Linked DNA regions of Xenopus tropicalis: region 2 is linked to region 1. Evidence: chromatin contacts called from public Hi-C data. All regions are on one chromosome and are shown on one strand. Each heading gives the region's core, a stretch centred on a gene start, on an enhancer-like site or on the middle of the called end of the contact. The rest is flanking DNA. Distances are from core to core; before and after follow the strand shown. Region 1 overlaps syngr1 (synaptogyrin 1). Region 2 has its middle 15 kb from the start of mief1.

Region 1 (6,180 bases), core at 69-2,568:
ATATATTTGCATTTGTGTTGCATTCGCTGTAGCTCTAACATAGGAAAATCTCATGGGGTCTGGGAGACTAATAAATAAGCTACCGGTATATTCTTTTCTGTATTCTGTTGCTAACCCTCTATAAATACAGAAATACACTTAACTCTCTAGTAGAATCTATATTTAAATTAAACTGCATGTGGAATAAGTTGTTATAATTTACAATATAGAAATTTGTCCAGTGAAAGGGTTTTTATGGCCCAGAGAATACTAAGAATTGAAATGGGCAAAAGTCCTATCATTTTAATGAAAACAGACACACAAAAATAGCATGGTTACAAAAAAAAAAACCTGGAAACCACAAGGAATTGGATTGGCAAAACTGCAATAATTCCAAAAATAACAATCAAAATGATAACAGGCAAGAAAAATCAAGTATTTTTAAACTAACCAAAAATAAATATACTCTCTCCCTCACCCTATGGTAAAAAATAAGAATGTTTTGTAACCCTTTTGCTATCAAAGAGGCCAGTGCCTTTAAAGGAAATAAAAACCACAAAGAGTTCCTAACATCTCAGCCAGGGACATTTGTTTTTGGGGGCCTTCAGTAATCCTGGGTCTGGTAACCTTGTGAGCCAGCATCATAGGCATCTGAGGGAGGCTGCTGATAACCTGCAGAGGGATCTAAGTCTTCATTGCTGGCATAAGGGGGATAAGGAGGCCCTTGGTCTTGGCTTGGGTCCATGTAGTCCTGAGAAAACAGCGCAGAGTCGGAGCCCAGACGGTATCGTTGATAGGCTAGCACAGCTTGTCCCGCCTTTGTGTAACGGATAGGAGAGGGTAAAGTGGGTGAGGATGTGCGGTGAACAAAAGGGACATAGGAGGAGGAGAAGACAGAGACAGACACCCATCACCATGGTTAGTATTTGTTAAATCAGAAAATTAAAAATAAAGAAGTTTCACATATTTCTAATAACTATGAGTGCACCTTTATTTGTTCTCCCTTGGCCTTTATCAGCATTTACTTCCTGAGATAAGTGATGTACTGCAGAAGTGAGATGCACATAAACAAATAAATATTATATAGTGTAAACAGTGGCAATAATTCTTTCTGCCCACAGAGATGTGTGCAGGGCAGCAAGTGAAATTCCAGTCAGACTACACCAATGTTAGCAGACATAACTGTGTGCAAACAATATAAGAAGCAGAGACATATTTTTCTGGAAGGAGTTTACTATGTGATCTGTATTATTTTAAAATGACTTTACAGGCCACACAGAGCAATTTTGTTTGCGGCTGCCCTCAGGTGGAGAACAATCACCCCCTCTGCTTGCTGTCTATGAATAGCAATGACTGTATTGTATGCTCATGTCTGGACGTCTGCCTGTGATCACTCCGTGTGCTTCAGACAGGGTGCTTTCCCTCCTGGAGTATTCAGTGTTTTCTGTCTGAGGGCAACAGCAGACAAATTCCCCTGGTACCATAGTCCATACTAAAGACTGGAGCTCTTTGGAACATGGAAGGTGCAATGTAAAACTTGGCAATATTCACATGTATATGGGAAATATGGCATGTTTTGTTTGCAATCTCATCTTGGCATTAAGGCAGACTTTTTAGACTGCCTCTTCTAAGGCTTTGCCCGAAATGCTAAAATACTGATATGTACATGTCCTGCCAGTGTATTGCTGCAGGATGTAAACCACGCCACATCTGTGGGAGTACAATAAAAAAGGCTTTGGCATCAGCATCACCATACTAGCCCATTAGTGGATAGTATAGTTAAATAACTACAACAGAAACCCTGAAACACTATAATAAAGAAATTATTGGCACATAGAGGCTGAAGCATTGAAGAGCAGTGCACCCCTTCATTTGTTAATCATACATTAAGGGAAGGACTGGGGGGTAGGGGGGAAAAGTCTGTTGTACTCCTCCTGGAAGACAATTTCTTTCAGATGCTGGTGCCTCAGCACTGCTATGAAGGCCTGTGGGAGGGATAAAGTTATAAGAAAATAAGATCCATTTCTTAATTCAAAAATTCTAATTACCCACAGCAGTCAGGCTGAAGGATGTCATGTGCAGTTACCTGGGTAGCTGCTTAAAAAGAGCATTTGTTATGTGACAAGGACCACCTAAACGACATACTGCATACATAACAAATTATACTGGCTTCCCTTATCCCTTATTTAGTGTAGAATAAAAAACACAAATCTACTTACCCAAGTGAAAATGGAGAAGAAGGAAAATGCGATGGCTGCTCTTGCAGCATCTGCTCCTTCATTCATGGGGTTGTCATTTGGGTTGGAAACCTGCCACTGATTGGCTAAGAAACAGAAGCCAACAAACCAAAAGAATGCCCACAGACCTAGAATGGGAGAATAAACAGAAAGATGAGATGAGGCGAGGGGTTCAATTTAAAATCAATTATGTGAATCAGTTACAAAAAGAAAAATGTTAACACATCCCAATCAAAGCAAATACAAGAGGGATAGGAAGCTTAGATGCACACCATGGAACCTTCCAGAGCAAACATGGAAGAGTGGGAGGGTAAAATGAAAAATCAAAGCAGGGTAACATGGACTTAATCTTAGTAATTAAAAAAAGTCAGTCATTGTTAATGAGCCTGTTACAGTAATGTGACATTATTCAGAAAATGAAAGGTATGAGCAGACATATGAGGGGACAACAGTGAACATGGATGGAAATGATGGACAAGGGTAGTTCCGGCTCACCAGACACAGCAATATCCGATATGACAGTTTTTTTACGGTCCTTGACACTGCTTATTTGTGGGAAGTAGACATCTACTGCTAGGTACAGCAGGCAGGTTAGGAATGCAAGCACCCCTACAGTCACCCCATAGGCGCAGGCACTTGAATTTCGGTTGAAGATGCAATGCTCTTCCGCTTCAGTTGAAGCATTTATGTATCCTTCATTAATAATGCAGCCAAATACCACTATGGAGAAGACCTGAAGAAAAAAGAGAATGGATAAAGAATTTACATATAAAACCATAACATTCAGCCGTGTTCTTTGTTTTCATGAATGACTCTCTCATAAAAGCAGCAGCAATGCCAGACACATAGGGGCTGATTTACTAACCCACGAATCCGACCCGAATTGGAAAAGTTCCGACTTGAAAACGAACATTTTGCGACTTTTTCGTATGTTTTGCGATTTTTTCGGATTCTGTACGAATTTTTCGGATCCAATACGATTTTTGCGTAAAAACGCGAGTTTTTCGTATCCATTACGAAAGTTGCGTAAAAAGTTGCGCATTTTGCGTAGCGTTAAAACTTACGCGAAAAGTTGCGCATTTTTCGTAGCGTTAAAACTTAACGCTACGAAAAATGCGCAACTTTTCGCGTAAGTTTTAACGCTACGCAAAATGCGCAACTTTTTACGCAACTTTCGTAATGGATAGGAAAACTCGCGTTTTTACGCAAAAATCGTATTGGATCCGAAAAATTCGTACAGAATCCGAAAAAATCGCAAAACATACGAAAAAATCGCAAAGTACCGATCATTACGAAAAAACGCAATCGGACTCCATTCGACCCGTTCGTGGGTAAGTAAATCAGCCCCATAAATTAGTGTAGGATTGGTGGCCAGCTGCTCATTTTCAGCTATATAGCTTCAGTCCCACTCAGTAGAAAATGGAATTTTAAGGGGTAGATACCCCTTTCCCAAAAAGGTAACCCTAAAACTGTGTGCAATAAAGGAAGTTTCATCCATCATTTGAATAATAAATTGAAGCCTTGCCAAAATCTATGTGAGCCCCTTACTAATAAACATAAAAAAATTAAAACAGTTGGGGAGCAACACAATCATGAAAAAAGCGGTGACCAATAAGGGTTGTGGTTGGTTATTTGGTAGCCCAATGCCAATGGCAGCCTACAGAAAGCTCTCCGTGGCAGTCCACATGGCCCTTATGCCTCCAAAACTTGTCTCCAAGTCAGAAATTTAAAATGGGCACCTGCTTTGGGGCGACTGGGAGCAACAGCAAAAAGAGTTTGGCGAGCTTATAACCCTAACTATAAATTGTTACTGCTAGTAAGTAGGGATGTACCAAATCTACTATTTTGTGATAAGGCCGAACAGTTCAGTGTTAAAATAAAATTGGGTAAAATAGACAGACTGCACAAAATAAAAAACATAGTTAGTTAGGCAAAAATGTAATCTATAAAGGCTGGAGTGGGCAGATATCTAACATAATAGCCAGAACTCCTCCTTTACAGCTCTCTAAGCTGTTAGCAGTCAGTAACCAATCAGTGACTTGAGGGGGCCACATGGGACATAACTGCTCAGTTATTTTGCATTTGAATCTGACCTGCGTGATCACAAACTAACTGAACAGTTATGTTCCATGTGGCCCCCCCTAAAGTCACTGACTAACTAAGAGGTTAGAGAGCTGAAAGCAGGAAGTAGAGTTCTGGCTATTATGTTAGACATCTGCTCACTCCAGCCTTTATAGATATTTATATTTTTTATTTTGCGCAATCTATCTATTTTACCCATGTTCATTTTTACACAGAACTGTTCCTTTAATTGCACCCAATACAATTCAGCTGGTGCTCTGCATACTTGTGTTAATTCCTGCATTCATGGTGAATCTAGCACAATGTAGAGAGTGCCTGTGCCTAAAGCTGAGCTCTGTCCTCTGCATACATACATGGGTGCAACTCCTTCATTCAGGAAGCACAAAGAGATGTGCCTTTATGTATCAGGTACCACACAGGGGTATTTCACCTTTTGTTGTTATGGGCATCACCAGCCTTACACACGCATGGTCCGCTCTGACAGTGTGTTGGTGTTAGTGCCAACACCAGTGATGACATTAAATAAAGCACTTTAGGCAATATAATATGCCCCCTACAAAAATGTATGAGGTTTAAAGAATTCCCCCTTCATGTTATGTGACTTGTACAGGTAAGGATCCCTTATATGGAAACCCGATATCCAGAAAGCTCCGAATTATGGAAAGCCTGTCACCCATAGACTCCATTTTAATCAAATAATTCATATTTTTAAAATTGATTTCCTTTTTCTCTGTAAAAATAAAACCGTGCTTTGTATTTGATCCCAATTAAGATATAATGAATCCTTACTGGATGCAAAATAATCCTAATGGGTTTAATTCATGTTTTATTTATTTTTAGTAGACTTAAGGTATGAAGATCCAAATTACAGAATAACCCCTTATCCGGAATACCCTTGGTCCCAAGCATTCTGGATAACGGGTCCTATACCTGTATAAAAAAGCACTAACCCTTTGATCTCATGCTTTTTTTTATGCAACCACAAAATTATAGCAATGTGGGTCACTTGCATCTGCTACTTGCAGTTATCTGTTACTTGCACACCAAGCCCACAGTGCTAAGACCCCCACCAAAGCTAATGCTGTCTTATTTAGATTTCACATTACAGCTGCTATACATGATTCTTTTTTAGTTCATGCTTAAAAATAATTTGTAAATATTATAAATAAAATTAGCCCGAAAACAGAAATCTCTAATACACACCAATTACAACTGCATCCTAAATATAGAACAAGCCACTGAAAGCTATTCTTTTTTACTCCAGTAAAAAGTTTTTTAGGAGTCAGCAGCTTATCTACCCTTGTATGGGGCCCTCCGGCAGGCCTATCTGGCTGGAAATTGGCCAGATATTGATCAGGCAGGTTTGATTTTCCCGTTGGATGGAGTACTGGATCTGCACATTGATGTGTCCCTCTATATGACAGCCTGCATAGCAGCGACTATGATCCTCAAGGTGGGCATATTGGGGAAAGATCCACTCATTTGTGACCTTGACAAACGAGGGGTTCTATCAATGTATGGCAACCTATAAATAAGCAGAAACCAAAGACCAACAGCCCTTAGTTGAATCAGATTTTTCAGTATGTTTCTGTGTAAAAAACTAAGAGCAACATCCTACTAATTACAACTGTGTGCCAAGATCTGTCCAAAGTGCATTTCTGCATATAATCTTGCAGCAAACCCTTATCTGTTCCCCAATACAAATGCTAAATACATACCCATAACATGGGTACAGAGTCCTCTGTTTAACACCCTAGTATTTTGGATCCCACAGGCTTCCCCAGCTTGCGTGTAATGAATAACAACACTGTATAAAGTATGTTTCTAAGGTGCAACTCTTTTAGCTACATTCTATGAATGCAAAGTGTTGCTGGGCTCAACC
Region 2 (6,388 bases), core at 3-2,502, 150 kb before region 1:
ACAATGGTGCACTGAAAAAAACGAATTTGGCGCCAAACAATGACGTCATAGGTGTGAATACATTAGCATACAGTGTGAAAAACCGCTCTCAAAACACATTGAATCAACAAAAAATGTTAAGATAATATGGATTAGGCATAGAACACAAACAAAAGGACTGTCAGGGGAAAGGAAAAGTGGGTGTGTATTAAAAAAGCCCGCATATGTATCTAGTGCTGAACTGCAACTCACACATGTCGCAAAGACATCCCCAAGTTATAAGTTTATAAATGTACAAAATCGAACTGGCCCAAGGAATAAGAAATAATGAGGGACAGTAGGGCAAATATACATCAAGGAGTTGCTGAAAATGAGTAAGTAACATGTCTGTTCTGTGCAGCATGTATTGCCTGACATGACTGACATGACTGTCAAATAATGCATTATATGGTGTGCCTTATGGGGAATCGGTACGCTTATTTGTAGTAAAGCTAGGACAAAGGGAATAGAAGAGGCAGATGGGAAGAAAAGAGAAAGATGTAAAATAGTAACTGAGGAGAGACAAAGTAGAGAGGACAGAGTGAGGTAATGAGAAAGGAAAGATGTCGGTGCAATGGTATGGCCGTGGGAGGGGACTCTGCGCTCCATACAGAGCAAAAGCAACGGCACCGATTAGTGCTATATTTTAGTGCTATATTTTCTTAAGACCTGTGAGTGCGGACTCTCTCTACAGCTACTCTATATATATATATATACACAAAGGATGGCACACCTTTACATAACATACCTCGGGTGCTCGGTAAAGGGTTCCAATAGTATAAAAAACACTACGTGGCATATAAAGGGTCATTTACAAAGTGTGGAGCACTACCCTAAAAAACATTATGTAGGAGAAATGGAATGAATACCTTTCTTAATGCCATTATTTTGGATCTGTGGTTGACAGTTAAGAGGATTTGTACTGTGACGGATTTATTACAAACTGTTTGTAGAGAACTCCATGTTAAAGGCAGACACATCAAACCACAAATATTTTAACAAGTGTTCTCTGAGGTCAGGGCCTTAGGTTTCGCCGGAAATGCACTGCTGATGAGGAATTTCTCACAATCCTGTAACCTGAGGGATCAGTTATCGGAGAAAGGATCTCATTGGGATAGTTTAGGGCAGTGCTGTGCAGCGTCTGTGGTATTGAGGGCTGGAATTTTTCAGGCCTACATGGTGGAGGGCCGATAACAGAAGCCAGTTCCACTTTATTAAACAAACTGGGCTGCACAAAGGACCTCCAGTGGCTCAATTGGTAAATGCACCAGCAGTTTAGAGAACAGTGCAGGGATTAAATCCCAGCAAGTATTGACACAGTCTCGGCTAAGTTCTTCTCGGGATTGCTAAAGTATACTTGTTTGAGGGCAATGTGGCTTCTAAGTATCCATGAAGTGCCAGTGTAGCCTTCACTTATACATTTCCTTAGATGTTATCAGCTTTGAGGGATCATTTTTTCTTTTCTCCAGTTTTCCACGCTCTGTTTGAATAAGTGGGGGGCATTGTCTCTTGGTGCTGTCATTTGTTTTCTTTTCCCTCACTGTTTCATTATGCATGGTTTGGTATGTTCACTGTTCAGTGTAGTCAAGAGAGAATGACAGGTCTCTTTCCCTTTACATGATCCAGCCAAGATTGATGTTGGTGGTGCTATTGGTCTCACTGAGTGTTAGCTAGGCAAACCCATCACAATAGGTTTTTGTCTGTTGTGGAGGAGGGACTTTTCCTGGGATGTGTATGAACTTACACATTCATAGCTAGTTTGGATAGCGCAGACAGTTAGGATAGCTCTGGCAGCACAGGTGCCATTAGGTACATAGTAAGGATCTGCAGCAGTCACCTCTGTAATCCTCAGTCAGGCATGGTTCAGTAGGCAGAAGAGCCTTTATTCCTACGTTCAGGCAATCTGAGGAGTTTGACTAATGCCAGAGGGGCTGCTGTAAGATGCTATAGTCACTATTCACTATTTATTGGGCTGACGGGGGCTGTTTAGGCCTCTGTTCACCTTGTATGCCAAGAACTACTTTGAATCCCAGTCCAGACTGAATCCCAGTCCCACTTCAGGCTACAGTACCCATCGAGAATGCTGGTGGGAATATGGCAATACAATCAACATATACACCAAGGTGTACCTTACTACGTCTTTGGTAGAGAACACCCACTCATTCAAATCTTGACTAGTCCACATTATAAAGTGGTTCCTCATAAGCAGTTTTAGCTTGCATGAGACATATTGTTCTCAGACTTTCTGATTACACTTTCCTTGTGACCTTTCATATCCCTTCTCTTGTTCTACTCCCACAAGAAAGCAGATAATAAGACAGACATAAGGGTTGATTCACAAAAGTGCGATAAGTGTTATTGCATGCTTTTTTGCGTTAAAATTGACTCTAAAAAATTTGCTAAAGTATTATCGCATGCGTTAAGTCGCATATTGCGTGCATTAAATAGCGCGCAACTGAATGCGTTAATTTTAACTAGCTAAATATCGCATTAGTCTGTGCAAAAATGAACACCTACTTGGGGCAGGCGGTAATTATAGAAAAGTACAGTTCATGAGCTTTGGCAACACAATATGGACTTTGCAGTGGGATTTATTCAAGTCTGTGTTGGCCCTAGAGTGATGCAGCCTCCAGTTTGCAGGGAAATGGGCATTTTCAGAACAGTAGTTTTCTGAAAGTAATGGCGTGCATGGCTAATATGGCGTGCGTTTTTTCGCACACGGTGACAATTTGTGCGCGCTGCGTTAATTAGTGCGCGTTGCGTCAAATACCGCACGAAAATAGTCTTTGCGACTTAAATAATGCAAACAGCATCGCGTCTAAATTAACGCAAATATACTTTTAGTGAATCATGCGTTAAGACACGAAAAATAAGATGCAATAGGGCTGATTCACTAAAGTGCGATAAAATTTATAGCACGTTTTTTTGCGTTAAATAAGATGCGACAATTAACGCGTGATTCACTACAGCATTACTGCATGCGGTAAGTCGTGCATCGCATGCGCTAATTCACGCGCGTTAATTTGATCGCAATGCGGTAATTAGCGAATGAAAAGAATGTTTGTGAAAATGATTCACAAACAGTAAGGCGTGCTAAATATCGCATTAGTCTGTGCGAAAATTAACACCTACTTCAGGCAGGCGATAAATATAGAAAAGTACAGTTAATGAGCTTTTGGCAATAAAATATGGACTTACAGTGTTATTTATTCAAGTCTGTGTCTTTTTACTCAATTTTACTAAACTCTTGGCATGTATGGATTTTCACTACTATAGCAGTAAATATTTAGTCGCCATAATATGCAGTACTGTAGCGGTAAATATTTAGTCGCACAAATATATACTAGGTATATTTTGGCGATTTTTTTGTCGTGATTTTCTAATGTTTTCCAAGTAATGATTCACAAAAGTACCTAAAGCGCTAAATGCGTTAATTAGCGCAGGAATGTGTGCCTATTTTAGCACTTGATTGGGGGGAGGTGTTGGGCAGAGCACATTTTCCCATTTTTTAAGATGGAGTATGTTGTGGGATTTTTGGCTGATTTGAAGGAGGAGGAGGAGGCACAGCAACACCCCCAGCCTTCCCGTGTAATGCAGCCACGGCTGTTCCGGGAGAGGGCCACGTTGGAGGGCTTAGGCGAGGATGAAGTGGTCAGGCGGTACAGGCTCAATAAGGCAGCAATCACCAGCCTGTATGAGCTGCTTGAGCCTGCGCTTGAACCACGGACTCGCCGAAGCCGGACTGTCCCCTGGATGGTCAAGTTATTGTGGTCCCTGCACTTTTTTGCCTCTGTCAGCTTCCAGAGGGTGGGGTTTATGGGGGGGTGTCACAGCCCACCTTTTCACGGTGCCTTGGCCAGGTCCTGGACGTCATCCGCTCGGTGTTCAGGAATTTCATCTCGTTCCCACAACATCGTAACGAGTGGCGCACCGTGAAGAGGGATTTTTATGGGGTAAGTGGCATCCCCAATGTGTTGGGTGCAATCGATTGCACCCATGTGGCGCTTAACCCCCCCCAAGACAGGGAGCACATTTTCCGTAACAGGATGGGTTACCACAATTTGTGGTGGTATGTGACGGCCGTATGAACATCTTGAGCATCGTGTCTGGGTTCCCCGGCTCCTCTCACGATGCTTACATCCTAAAGGTGGCCATACACGAGGTGATTTCGCTCGTTGTGCGATGAACGATTATATCGACAAACGATCGTATGGCGATCGAGTTCCCATACGATATGCCATCCACGGGCAACGATAATTCGGGAAAGATTTAGTCGCATCATTATCGTAAAATACGTACGATCGTACATCTACGTACGATCGAATGTCGTTGACTTCCGCTGCTGGCAATCGTGACATGCGCAGAGAACAATCGTTGAAAAACAAATGTCTGACACTCACACCAACTGGCAGATTTTATCGTTAAACGACTAAAATTTTTAAACCTGGCCGATCAATTTTGGGGACGATAATGTCGGCTCGTTTAGTGGGCCGACGATCGTTCGTACACCACCAACTATACGATAACTTAACGATAGCATCGGATCGTTCGGGAATCGGTCGTTTGTATGTAAAAAATCGGTCCGTGTATGGCCACCTTTAGACAATCCGGGCTTTACCAATCGTTTGAGACAGGACAAATGCCTCACGGGTGGCTGTTAGGTAAGTATTTGTGTCACTTATCTAGCACAACTTGCCCACATTTGCTTTGTGTGTCCCATTGTAAAACCAGTCCCTGCCTGCCATAAGCTTGTAATGCAATGTGTAAAATGCCCTCTTTTGCCACTGGGAGTCAAAGCAGCTACTTGTAGTGCCAGTATCTATCAGTCTCACACTGTCACATCTGTTGCAAAAGGGCCGTGTTTTGACACAGGGAAACTGGAAACAGCTTATTTGTTTGCAGCATCTTATTCCATCTTATTTTATTTCAAGAGATGCTGGCTACCCGTGCGGTCGGTGGCTCATAACACCTATTCACAGGCCGCGCTCACGGGGATTGAGCGGATGTTTGGGGTCCTCAAAAGCCGGTTCCGCTGCCTCGATAAGTCAGGAGGCAGCCTAATGTACAGCCCCACCAAAGTTGCCAACATCATCGGTGCGTGTGCTGTACTGCACAATCTGGCGAATCGGCACGGCTTACCAGGTTTTAATTTTTCAAGTTTTCTTGTCATATACAAATAACAATGAAGCACAGGGCCGCCACTCTCTATAAGCAGAGTACTCAGTCTGCATAGGGCACCAACTCCCAGGGGGGCACCATCCCAGCTGCTCCAAAAAAAAAACATTTTTATATATTATAACATACCCCCCAACACTGTCCCGCCGGTTTTTATAGCGCATCCCGCTGTCCCGGATAGTTCAATCAATCTATGGGGGCTATTGGGGGCACTTAATATGGGGGCATTGTCTATGGGGCAATTTTTACTTCTGTAATATTTGGGGGAGGGGGCACAAAAGTAAATTTCTGCTTAGGGCACCCATTTGGCCAGCAGCGGCCCTGATGAAGCATCATTACTGTAATGATTTTTTTTGACCCGTGTTCCTCACAACTTTACAGGTGAGGTGGCCGATGACCTTGAGGACCCCATCCATCCACCAGATCCTGTCCAACGTGCGGATGCCCAAGGGAGTCAAGTCCGGGGACAAATTGTTACAAATTACTTTGCCTGTAAGTACCTAAAATCTTTAATCCCATACACAAGAAATACCAAACTTGTCCCAAAAAAATATAGGGAACACTTCCCCAATTGTTTTTTTGTATTTTTGTACAGGTTTAAAACCTGTCTAGAACAAAAAAGAAAGCAAAAACAAAACATAGGACAAAGAAAAGATAGGTTCCACCAAACACTAATAGCACCGTGCCCAATTCATTTGCACTTCCGAAGCTGCCTTGTTGAGCCTGCAGGAGGGGGAGCTGCGCTGGTAGAGCTTGTGCGCTCTGTTGGCTTTTGGCCCTGTTGCTTGAGGGCAGCAACTTGTTCTCTTAGTAGTGCGTTTTGTTCCGCCAACAGAGCCACTTTTTGCCTTTTCAGTTCTACCTTCTCCTCCTCCAGGCTCAACATGGCAGCCTCGTGTCTTCGCATTGCCAACTCATGTGCAGCCTGGCGTGCCTGACCGTCATTGTAGGCCTGAGTGGCCACACACAAGTCGGCATGGAAGACATTTAGTTTGCGCATCAAGATTTTGTGGTGCTTTATTAGTGTTTGGTGGAACCTATCTTTTTGGGCCTGGGCTTGGAGGCCTGGGGTTGGGGCCTGGGTTGGGAGCTGCTGCTGCTGGGGAACATTGGCCGTCTCCTCATCTGAGAAGAACGCCACGTCGCTGCCACCGACGTGGGACCCTCTTTTGCTTGCCTCCCTACTTAATCTCTC

The links. A called contact is a pair of places that touch in the nucleus more often than the background predicts.
Region 2: a Hi-C map of tailbud embryo shows a contact between it and region 1, with 2.3 times the contacts expected there. The contact joins two enhancer-like sites. A contact is called at or near these places in 2 of 5 Hi-C or Micro-C datasets (brain and tailbud embryo).

The regions. Positions count from the first base shown.
Region 1 is chr4:120,860,634-120,866,813 of UCB_Xtro_10.0, reverse strand. It overlaps syngr1 (synaptogyrin 1), which reads right to left. Exons shown (of 4, transcript NM_001016195.2): 2 at 2,712-2,949; 3 at 2,199-2,344; 4 at 268-796. The coding sequence ends at 584. Among named protein-coding and RNA genes, the nearest start is that of tab1, 13 kb to the left of the region's middle. Within about 2 kb of position 1,318, at least 1 of the 11 cell types and tissues checked has an H3K27ac peak or open chromatin away from gene starts, as enhancers often do.
Region 2 is chr4:121,006,010-121,012,397 of UCB_Xtro_10.0, reverse strand. No RefSeq gene overlaps it. Among named protein-coding and RNA genes, the nearest start is that of mief1, 15 kb to the left of the region's middle. Within about 2 kb of position 1,252, at least 6 of the 11 cell types and tissues checked have an H3K27ac peak or open chromatin away from gene starts, as enhancers often do.